Linked DNA regions of Mus musculus: region 1 is linked to region 2. A link is a contact called in public Hi-C data. All regions are on one chromosome and are shown on one strand. Each heading gives the region's core, a stretch centred on a gene start, on an enhancer-like site or on the middle of the called end of the contact. The rest is flanking DNA. Distances are from core to core; before and after follow the strand shown. Region 1 overlaps Babam2 (BRISC and BRCA1 A complex member 2). Region 2 overlaps Rbks (ribokinase).

The links. Hi-C and Micro-C count contacts between places; a contact is called where the count stands out from the background.
Region 1: a contact with region 2 is called in a Hi-C map of myocytes, with 1.6 times the contacts expected there. The contact joins two enhancer-like sites. A contact is called at or near these places in 1 of 484 Hi-C or Micro-C datasets (myocytes) and 2 of 9 other capture datasets (adipose tissue and liver).

Annotation. Positions count from the first base shown.
Region 1 is chr5:31,833,058-31,837,700 of GRCm38.p6, forward strand. All of the region lies in intron 6 of Babam2 (BRISC and BRCA1 A complex member 2), which reads left to right. Among named protein-coding and RNA genes, the nearest start is that of Babam2, 140 kb to the left of the region's middle. Within about 2 kb of position 2,809, at least 24 of the 459 cell types and tissues checked have an H3K27ac peak or open chromatin away from gene starts, as enhancers often do. A contact at or near this core is called in myocytes, where this site is marked.
Region 2 is chr5:31,635,278-31,639,642 of GRCm38.p6, forward strand. All of the region lies in intron 7 of Rbks (ribokinase), which reads right to left. The region is part of intron 2 of Gm38424 (a long non-coding RNA gene); the gene reads left to right. Among named protein-coding and RNA genes, the nearest start is that of Mrpl33, 24 kb to the left of the region's middle. Within about 2 kb of position 1,819, at least 95 of the 459 cell types and tissues checked have an H3K27ac peak or open chromatin away from gene starts, as enhancers often do. A contact at or near this core is called in myocytes, where this site is marked.

The sequences.
Region 1 (4,643 bases), core at 1,559-4,058, 200 kb after region 2:
CAGGTTCTTTGTTGGAGGAGGGTTATAATTACTCCATAATATGGTTTAGCAGTTATTTGTAAGACTAGATATTTGAAGTCTACGGGAGGATGCACATATATAATAGGCAAAATACTCTATCATTTTATGTCAAAAACCTAATTCTCAGGCAGATTTTGGCATCCATGTGGAGTCATGGAACCAGTCCCACAAAGATAGTCAGGTATGACTTGTCTCTTTCTTGTAAGAAAGAGTCAATCATTAGAAGATACTGCTCTTAAATTTGTTAGAGTGAAAACTGGCTCTACAGTCTTATTTTTACTATTTGTTTTGTGTGAAATACTAACCCTAACAATATAATACTAAAAGTGCATCGTCTTTTTCCTATTGTTTTCCTAAAACCTACACTTTGTAATGAAAGAAAAGATTCTAATTTTCCTACTAAATTTTTTCATTAATTCAATATGAAGTATTCAAATTCCTCCTCTCTCCTGTCTCCAAGAGGATGCTTCCCCACACCAAACCTCCTGCCTCCCTGGGCCTCAAGTCTCTCCAGGATTAGGCACATCTTCTCCCACTGAGGACAGGCCAGGCATTTTCATTTCTGATTTTGTTAATTTGGATACTGTTTCTGTGTATCCAAGATACACAGGCTAAGGGTTTATCTAGCTTGTTGATTTTCTCAAAGAGCCAGCTTTTTTGTTTTTGTTGATTTTTTTTTTTTAATCATTTTCTTTGTTTCCAATTGGTTGATTTCTGGCCTGAGTTTGATTATTTCCTGCCATCTACTCCTCTTGGTTGTGTTTGCTTCTTTTTATTCTAGAACTTTCAGGTGTGCTTTTAAGTTGCTAGTGTAGGATCTCTCCAATTTCTTTCTTTTTTTTTTTTTTTGGTTTTTCGAGACACGGTTTCTCTGTGTAGCTCTGGCTATCCTGGAACTCACTCTGTAGACCAGGCTGGCCTGGAACTCAGAAATCCGCCTGCCTCTGCTTCCCAAGTGCTGGGATTAAAGGCGTGCGCCGCCCGGCCCAATTTTTTTATGAGTGCACTTAGTTCAATGAGTTTTCCTCTTAGCACTGCTTTCATTGTGTCCCATAAGTTTGGCTATGCTGTTTCTTTGTGTTCATTAAATTCTAGAAAGTCTTTAATTTCTTTCTTTATTTTTTTCCTGACCAAGTTATTATTGAGTAGGGAGTTGTTCAGTTTCCATGGGTATGTGAACTTTCTGTTGATTTTGTTACTTTTGAAGTCTAGCCTTAGTCCGTGGTAATCTGATAGAATGAATGGGGTTATTTCAAACTTATTGTATCTGTTGAGGCCTGTTTTGTGACCAATTATATGGTCAATTTTGGAGAAGATGCCATAAGGTGCTGAGAAGAAGGTATATCCTTTTGTTTTAGGGTGAATTGTTCTGTAGATATTTGTTAAATCCACTTGGTTTATAACCTCTATTAGTTTTAGTGTGTCTGTTTAGTTTCTGTTTCAGTGACCTATCTATTGGTGAGAGTGGGGTATTGAAGTCTCCCACTATTATTGTGTGAAGTTCAATGTGTGGTTTGAGCTTTAGTAAAGTTTCTTTTATGAATGTGGGTGCCCTTCCATTTGGGGCATAAATGTTCAGAATTGAGACTTTTTCTTGGTGAATTTTTCCTTTGATGAATATGAAGTGCAGTTTGCTTGGAAAACTTTTTTTCAGCCTTTTACTCTGAGGTAATGTCTGTCTTTGTCATTGAGGTGTGTTTCTTGCATGCAGCAAATTGCTGGATCCTGTTTACATATCCAGTTTGTTATCTTCTGTCTGTTTTTTGGGGAATTGAGTCCGTTAATGTTGAGAGATATTAGAACCAGGTGATTATTACTTCCTGTTATATTTTTTGGGGGTGGTATTATGTGTGTGTGATTCTCTCCTTTTGGGTTTGTTGTGAGATGATTTAATTTCTTGTTTTTTTTCTCCCTTTGATGTAGATACCCTCCTTGTGTTGGCGTTTTCTTTCTAGAATCCTTTGTAGGGCTAGATTAATAGATACATATTATCTAAATGTGGTTTTGATATAGAATATTTTGGTTTCTCCATCTATGATGATTGAGAGTTTTGCTGGTTATAGTAACCTGGGCTGGCATTTGTGTTCTCTTAGCAGACTGTATCTTTATACAGACTGTAGTCAAACTCCTATTGGTGGGAATCTCTTTCATAATATCCTAGGAAACTCAATTGTCACTGGACTGTAGGCCTAAGTAGCAATTATTTCCTGCTGGTAGTGTGTCTTAGTTACTATTGCTATGATGAAACACCACTATCAAAAGCAACTTAGGAAGGAAAGTGCTTATTTGAGTTATGTATATTAAATCATACATACATAGTTGAGGGAAGCCAAGGTTGGAACTCAAACAGGACAGGAACCTGCAGGACAGGAACCATGATGCCTAGGCCATGGAGGTTTCTGATTGCTGGCTTGCTTGTCATGGCTTTCTCAGCCTGCTTTTGTTTTGGAACCCAGGACCATCAACCCAGCAAGGGCACAACCCACAATGGGCTGGGACCTCTCCAACCAATCACTATTTAAGAAAATGCCTCACAGGCTTGTCTTCAGCCCAATCTTCTGGAAACTTTTTTTCAGTTGAGACTCTTTCCTCTTTGATAATTCTAGCTTGTATCAAGTTGACATAAACCTAGCCAGCTTATAGTGCATATGATAAACATAACCTTGCAAAAAATATCAGCAGCCCTTTTCTTTGGATAAGAAAATGTCATGCAGTCTACATAGTTGTGGAGTGTCTCTCCACAGGATATGGTCAAGCCAGGCCTGAAGCAGAGCCAAAACCGATTTACTGTGAAGTATGCAGACCTCTGGTTTCTGCAGTAATCTTACTGGCTTCATTTTATGTGATACAGTGAGATTATTCATCCCAATGGAATGCTTGCTGAAATTTTGTTCCCCTGTGGAATCTGAGTCCTGATACTATGAAAATGAACTGCAGGCGAGAAAGCCAAATCATTCACCTGTCAGGAGACAAAGTGGTCATCTTCCTTCTAAAGCCACCCACTGTGGCTGTCTAATCTATCAGGATGCACAGGGAAAAACACAGCTCACTCTGCCAAGTAGAGTCAGAAAGCAGGCATGAAGGTGAGCCTATCAAGATATGTTTAGGAAGCTAAGGCAGGCAGAGAGTTGCAGTGAATGTCCTAGCATACAGTGGTTCAGGCAGCTCACTAACCGAGAGGCAGTATCGAAGCCTCCCTATTGCTGCCACTGTCTGATTGTTACAGGAGCAGCTTTCTCAGCAGCACCTGACTGTCACTAATAGGCTAAGCACTTGCTACCACCCTTCTTTCAGTCAGGCCTGGTTTAGCAGATGCTTTCGGGGCCAGGCAGGGTCTGAGAGATAGTTGCTCTGGCTTGGTGTTCTGTAGCAGGATATGGGAGAACGGTAATGAACCTGCAAGCCCGTGCTTCATGTAGCGCAGCAGCTGCTGTACAGCTAGAGTAGTTTTCCCTGTGACAGTAGGGCCTGATGTGCCAGATATGCAGATGCTTGTATAAGGAGCCCAGAAGCTCAGTTTTAAATTTATGAATATGAAAAATGCCTGTCTTTTTAAGGGATGGCAAAGATAATTATTTTTACTCTTACTTATATATTTGAAGTGTGAGTATGTGTGTGTTCATGTCAAGTCATATATGTGGAGGGTGGTCAGCAGAAAACTTGCAGAAGTCATTTTCCTCCCTTTGACATGTGGGTTCCTGGGATTGAACTCAGGTCATCAGGCAAGCCCTGTCACCCCCTGAGCCATTTCTCTAGTCTGATAAATATATTTTTTAAAACCCATGCATAGGCCAAAACAAGAGTATCTCTTCCTGTCAATCATGACCTGTGGATTGTGATAACCAGGAGCAATGCAAAGCTGTTTTTCCCTTGGCTTGATTTGTATATTCAGTTTGTGATGTAATGGCCCAAAGATGAGGGACTTTGAATTAGGGTTTTAGTCAATATCTGAGCCCCACAGTGTCCTGTGCTGTTATGATCTCTGCAGTAGAACCTCCCAAATAGGTAGCATTTGCTTTTGGTGTTCAGTCTATAGAGAATACCTCAGTATTGACTTAGAGTCAGATGGTATTAGGATTAGGAATCTTCCCCCCAAATTTAAGTGCTAGTCATTGTCCTCTAGTACTGCATAATATAATTGATCATACAGTATTAATATACAAATATTAATTGGAAATAATTAAGTGCTAACTGGGAATCTAACTATATAGTAAACTTTAAAAAATGCATAGATGATATGGGAATGGCACAGAAAACTCTAATCTGTAAATTAATATTGGTTGACAATATTAATTTTAGGAGTAGGTAAGAATCCAAAGATTCTTGAGAATTGTTCTCTCAGAAGATTAGTGAGGAGCAATGCTGGGAAGGTGAATTAAAAGCATTCTGATGATAGGGCATTCTCTCAGACCTCATTAAAAAGGCGCTCATCCCGTGTGCTGCGTTAGCATGGAGTAGCGTCTGAGTTTATTTCTTTGGCCCTATTTCCGCCTGTGTCTGGTCCCTCTTCGGCACCATTGCTAGCATCATCTGTTTAACTTCCTCTTGAAAACAGTGGTAGCTCCTTGTTGGTCAATCCTCCTAAAGCCTGCTCTCCTATGCAGTGCTAATTTCATGGCTCA
Region 2 (4,365 bases), core at 569-3,068:
AAGAGAGCACAGAAAGGCCACGTTGTTAGGCGGTGTCAGGGAAGAGGGAAGAGTGAAGCTGAGCAGGCAGGGGGCCGTTCTCTGCTGCTAACATGAGGGGTGTAGATTGGAAGACAGGGAAAAGTCTGAGTTTTGCTATTGTGATCAGAACAGAACAGGTGAAAAGGTCAAATTTTAGATGCCAGAGACAAACATGTAACGTTTCACTTAGAGAAGAATCCCAGTAGGAGAAAAAAGAAAAAGAAAAAAGAAGAAGAAAGAAAAAACCCCACAACATATGACATTAGTGCTTGGCAGAGAGAAAGTCAATGCTTTGTGTCACAGCAGGGGAAGGGAGGCGGAGGAATGCCTAAATATTGGCTCTGTTTTAATTTCCATTCTACATTACATTAAACTCTCCCTGTACTCCTCTCTAATTTACAGTGAGCGCTGACACAGATTGGTGTGCCTCTTCTTTGACATCAGTATTTCTCTTGAATTATGTATTTCTATCTGGAACAGGGTTTCTGGGCTGAGGCTTGCTTTCATTTAGATGGGTGAGAAGGATGAATGGGAGGTCAAGTGTGAAACCAAAGGGAGCTAATGCTCCAGTGTTCTCAGGCCCAAAGAGGCCGAGGTGAGATTAAAGGGGACACTGGTCTCCCTGTTTTCACTACATTGATTATACTTCAACTACTGTGCAGCAAAAAGCTCTAGATTCTTCGCTTGTTGGTACCCTGCCTTTATTTGTAAGATAACAGGTGATAATAACAACCGTATCACTGGGATTTTATTTAAAATTGAGTCACAGCCAAGAGAAGCCCCTGCTGGATACAGTACTCTGAGAGCTCTCAGGTTTCCCCGTGTACAGGGCTGTGGTGTTCAGGTTGGCTGCCCTCTGATTGGTGACACATGGCTCCTGGATTGACAGAGGTCATTTGCTGGCTCCCCATGGGCCTGCCCGTGTATTGGGGTTCTCTTTCAGCCTCACCAGTCAGTGATGGCCTCTTTCTGGCCAGTCACACCAATTCTGGAACATCTTGATGGGGTGGTCTGAAGTAACACTTGCATCCAAAAGATCTCATATAAAATGCAGACTTATCCAATAACATACACAGCAGACAACCCTGTACCCCTTCGTGCCCCTCACCCTACTTCCAGTCCAAGCTGGAGCCCAAAGGGACACCATATATTCAGCAATCTCTGAGAACCCTTCTCTAGCTTCACTTTCTACCTGAAACTCACTCTGTGCTGGGGGTAGAAATTTGGGGAAAGCTGTTTTGCCTGTTGCCTGCAGTCTAGGAAGCCAAGGAGAAAAATGGCTTATGGAGACTGAAAATAGGCTAAGACCTCTATTTGCCCAAAAATGTCTGCGGTAAATGAATTCATTCTATAATTCAGAAAGGAGGGAAGGAATCCTGAGTGCAAGCTAAAAGAAGAAGAAAAGCCCTATTCTTCTTGCACTGTTAATCTGCTTTGTGCTTAAACAACTTTACATATCTGCGAATAAATGGCACTTAAAAACAAAGTGTCCGATAGTGACTCATTGGGCTAGAAAGACTGGCCTTGCCTTCTGTGGTCAGCAGTCTTTCTTCCTGTGACTCCAGCATTCTAGACAGAAACCAGTTACTCCAATATGACTTGGTATCCTACAGGCTTTGCTGAGACCGTCTCTGCCCAGCGCTCCTCTCCACCAGCTGCTTTCTTCTGTTTGAACTATTATCATTGTTCTCTGAGAACTGCTAAACATACGGAGCCGTTGGATTAGCACACAGCAAAGGCATCTGATAGCCTGAGCAGCAGCCGCAGGTCGCACCTCTACTCATGCACAGGGCTTAGAGTAATTAGTCATTGCACAATGTTGTATTCATGGCCTTTCTGCGCCTGAGCTGTTAGGCCACAAGCTCTGCAGCAGTTGCTGTTAGGAGAGGGTTTCTTTCTGGGTTATTTATAATGTCCCCACTTCCTCACAGTGACTGCCTCACCCCCTGCTCTTGAGCCAGGTCTACACTGTGAGGACAGTGAAGGGACTGGGCAAAATTGTTTGCAGACTCTAGCTATGCTGAAAGGTGGAGCGGGTGATTCACTGCCAATGGCTTGAACCTGGTCTGTCTACACAACCCAAATCCAGCATGCCCTGCCTCACAGTCTCTGACAGGAATGGTTATATGGAGCCTGTTTCAGTCAGAAGGGAGCTGGTCTCTAAAGTATGCATTAGAGGGAAACTACCTGAGTATTGTGCTGGGAGGTATTTGAACGATGGATATTTATTACTCATTATTTATATGCATTCTATGCTATTCATTTTTAGTATATTTATTATTACATTCCAGCAGGTATTTAAGTGAAGGTAGGTTTCTGTTCTCAGTGCCTGTCTGCTGAAGAGAGAATTACCAGAAGGCAGGTACACAAGCCTACGAAAGACACACGCAGCCACTTGTGTTTGGAGTTTGGTTGTTACACTTCTGCCTCTATTACCATGGCTGGGTTTACTCTGTGGGAACTGGCTTCAGTCATAAGGTGAATCAGGATCCCAAAACATTTGAAAACCACAGAGACCAACGGAATGAAGTTTGTTTTTCCCACAAAATGTCCATCTTGTTGTCCTCTGCCACCCACAGGTGGAGTAAGCTGGCCTGTGAGCCCTAAGGCTTTGCCTGCTTCTGCCTTCCTAGGACTAGCATTGCAAACACACACTTGGCTTTTAAAGTATACATTGGTGAGAACCACTTTCCAGATCTCCCTGGTCCCTGTTGTTTGATTTCTTAAGGGCAGCTGTTCAGACTGGGGACAAATGGAAGTTCTCACCTCCCCCACAACTAGGGTTTCTTTGTGTAGCCCTGGCTGTCCTGAATCCCACTCTATAGACCAGGCTGGCCTTGAACTCAGAGATTAGTCTGCCTCTGCCTCCCAAATGCTGGGATTAAAGGCGTGCACCACTATCTCCTGGGTCAAATGGAATTTCAATACAGGTTTTTTGTTTGCTTGCTTGCTTCAGGGTCTTATATAGCTTAGGCTGGCCTTGAACTCAATACGTAGCTGAGGCTGACCTTAAACTCCTAATCCTCCTACTTCTACTCCCCAAATGCTGGGATTACAGGTCTATGGCACCATACCTAACTAAAAATCTGGTATGGTATCATGTGACCACAATCCCTGCAATCCTGTCCTCGGAGATGATGAGGGTAGGAGAATCTTGAGACCCACTGTAGTACATTATGTAAACACACTCATACACATACACACCTCTTTGTTTATACCATTAACAGTATCGTTGCACAGAGTACAACCTATAGTGTGCAGTCATATTTTCCTACACAAGCAAGCAGATGTTCAGGTCTATGACGCACACACCTGCCTTTTGACTGCCCTGCACACCTGCATCAGCAACAGTGAAGACCACGGGCATGGCAGGCTCAGCGTTCTGGGCTTTGCAGTTTGACAACATTTATTTTATTTATTTGGACTGATGCTGAAATGACTGCTCCTTCTCCATCCCATGCCACTCTTCTCTGTGGCCACACTTGGGCTATCTCTGAGACAGGCCTGGTCTCAGATGCCTTCCAGGGCTGCTAAAGTATAGCGCCCTGCAGCACTGTGTAAACTCAGTTCTTCTGTATTGGGAAGACAGGAAAAAAAGCCCACGCTTGGCCCTGGTTCAGTTCTTCAACAAGAACATGACATTTCTGGTAAGCAATTACAATTAGATTGTTAGAGCCTGGGTTTTCAACTGATCACATTCAGGGTTAGGAAGGATAATTTCAAGTACTGAATTCTGCCTGATTAGCTAATAAATGAGGTGGTCTGCTGATGTAGAAGCAATGCAATACAGCTCAGGCAGCCTTCAGGGCATGACAGATGTCGCTCGTGCTCTCTGTCAGCTGCCTCAGTGATTGCTCTGCCCCTGTCCTTTCCTCATAGCCGGAGAATCTTCTGTAATCCTCGTCTTTTTCTGGCAGCCTCTGGCAGCACAGTCTTAAGAGACTTTTCTAGATGTCATTCTTGGGACAAGGAGGGCTAGTTAACAAATAGATTTATTTATGTGTAGTAATGTTTTGCCTGTGTGTGTGTGTGTGCATACTGTATGTATGTGTCTGATGTCTGTGGAGGCCAGAGGAAGATGTTGGATCCTCTGGACCTGGAGTAACTGGCACTTATGAGTCCCCATGTGGTGTGGGAATCAAACCCAGGTCCTCTGGAAGAGCAGCCAGTGCTCTGCTCTACTGAGGACTGAGGCATCTCCCAACTGCCAGGAGGACCATTTTAAAGGTTTATTTTAAATGTAACTATGTGTATGTGTATGATGTGTGTATGTGCACGTAGAGGGTGTTGTATTCTCCTGCGGCTATTCCAGGCGGAAGTGAGCTACCATATATAGGGGCTGGC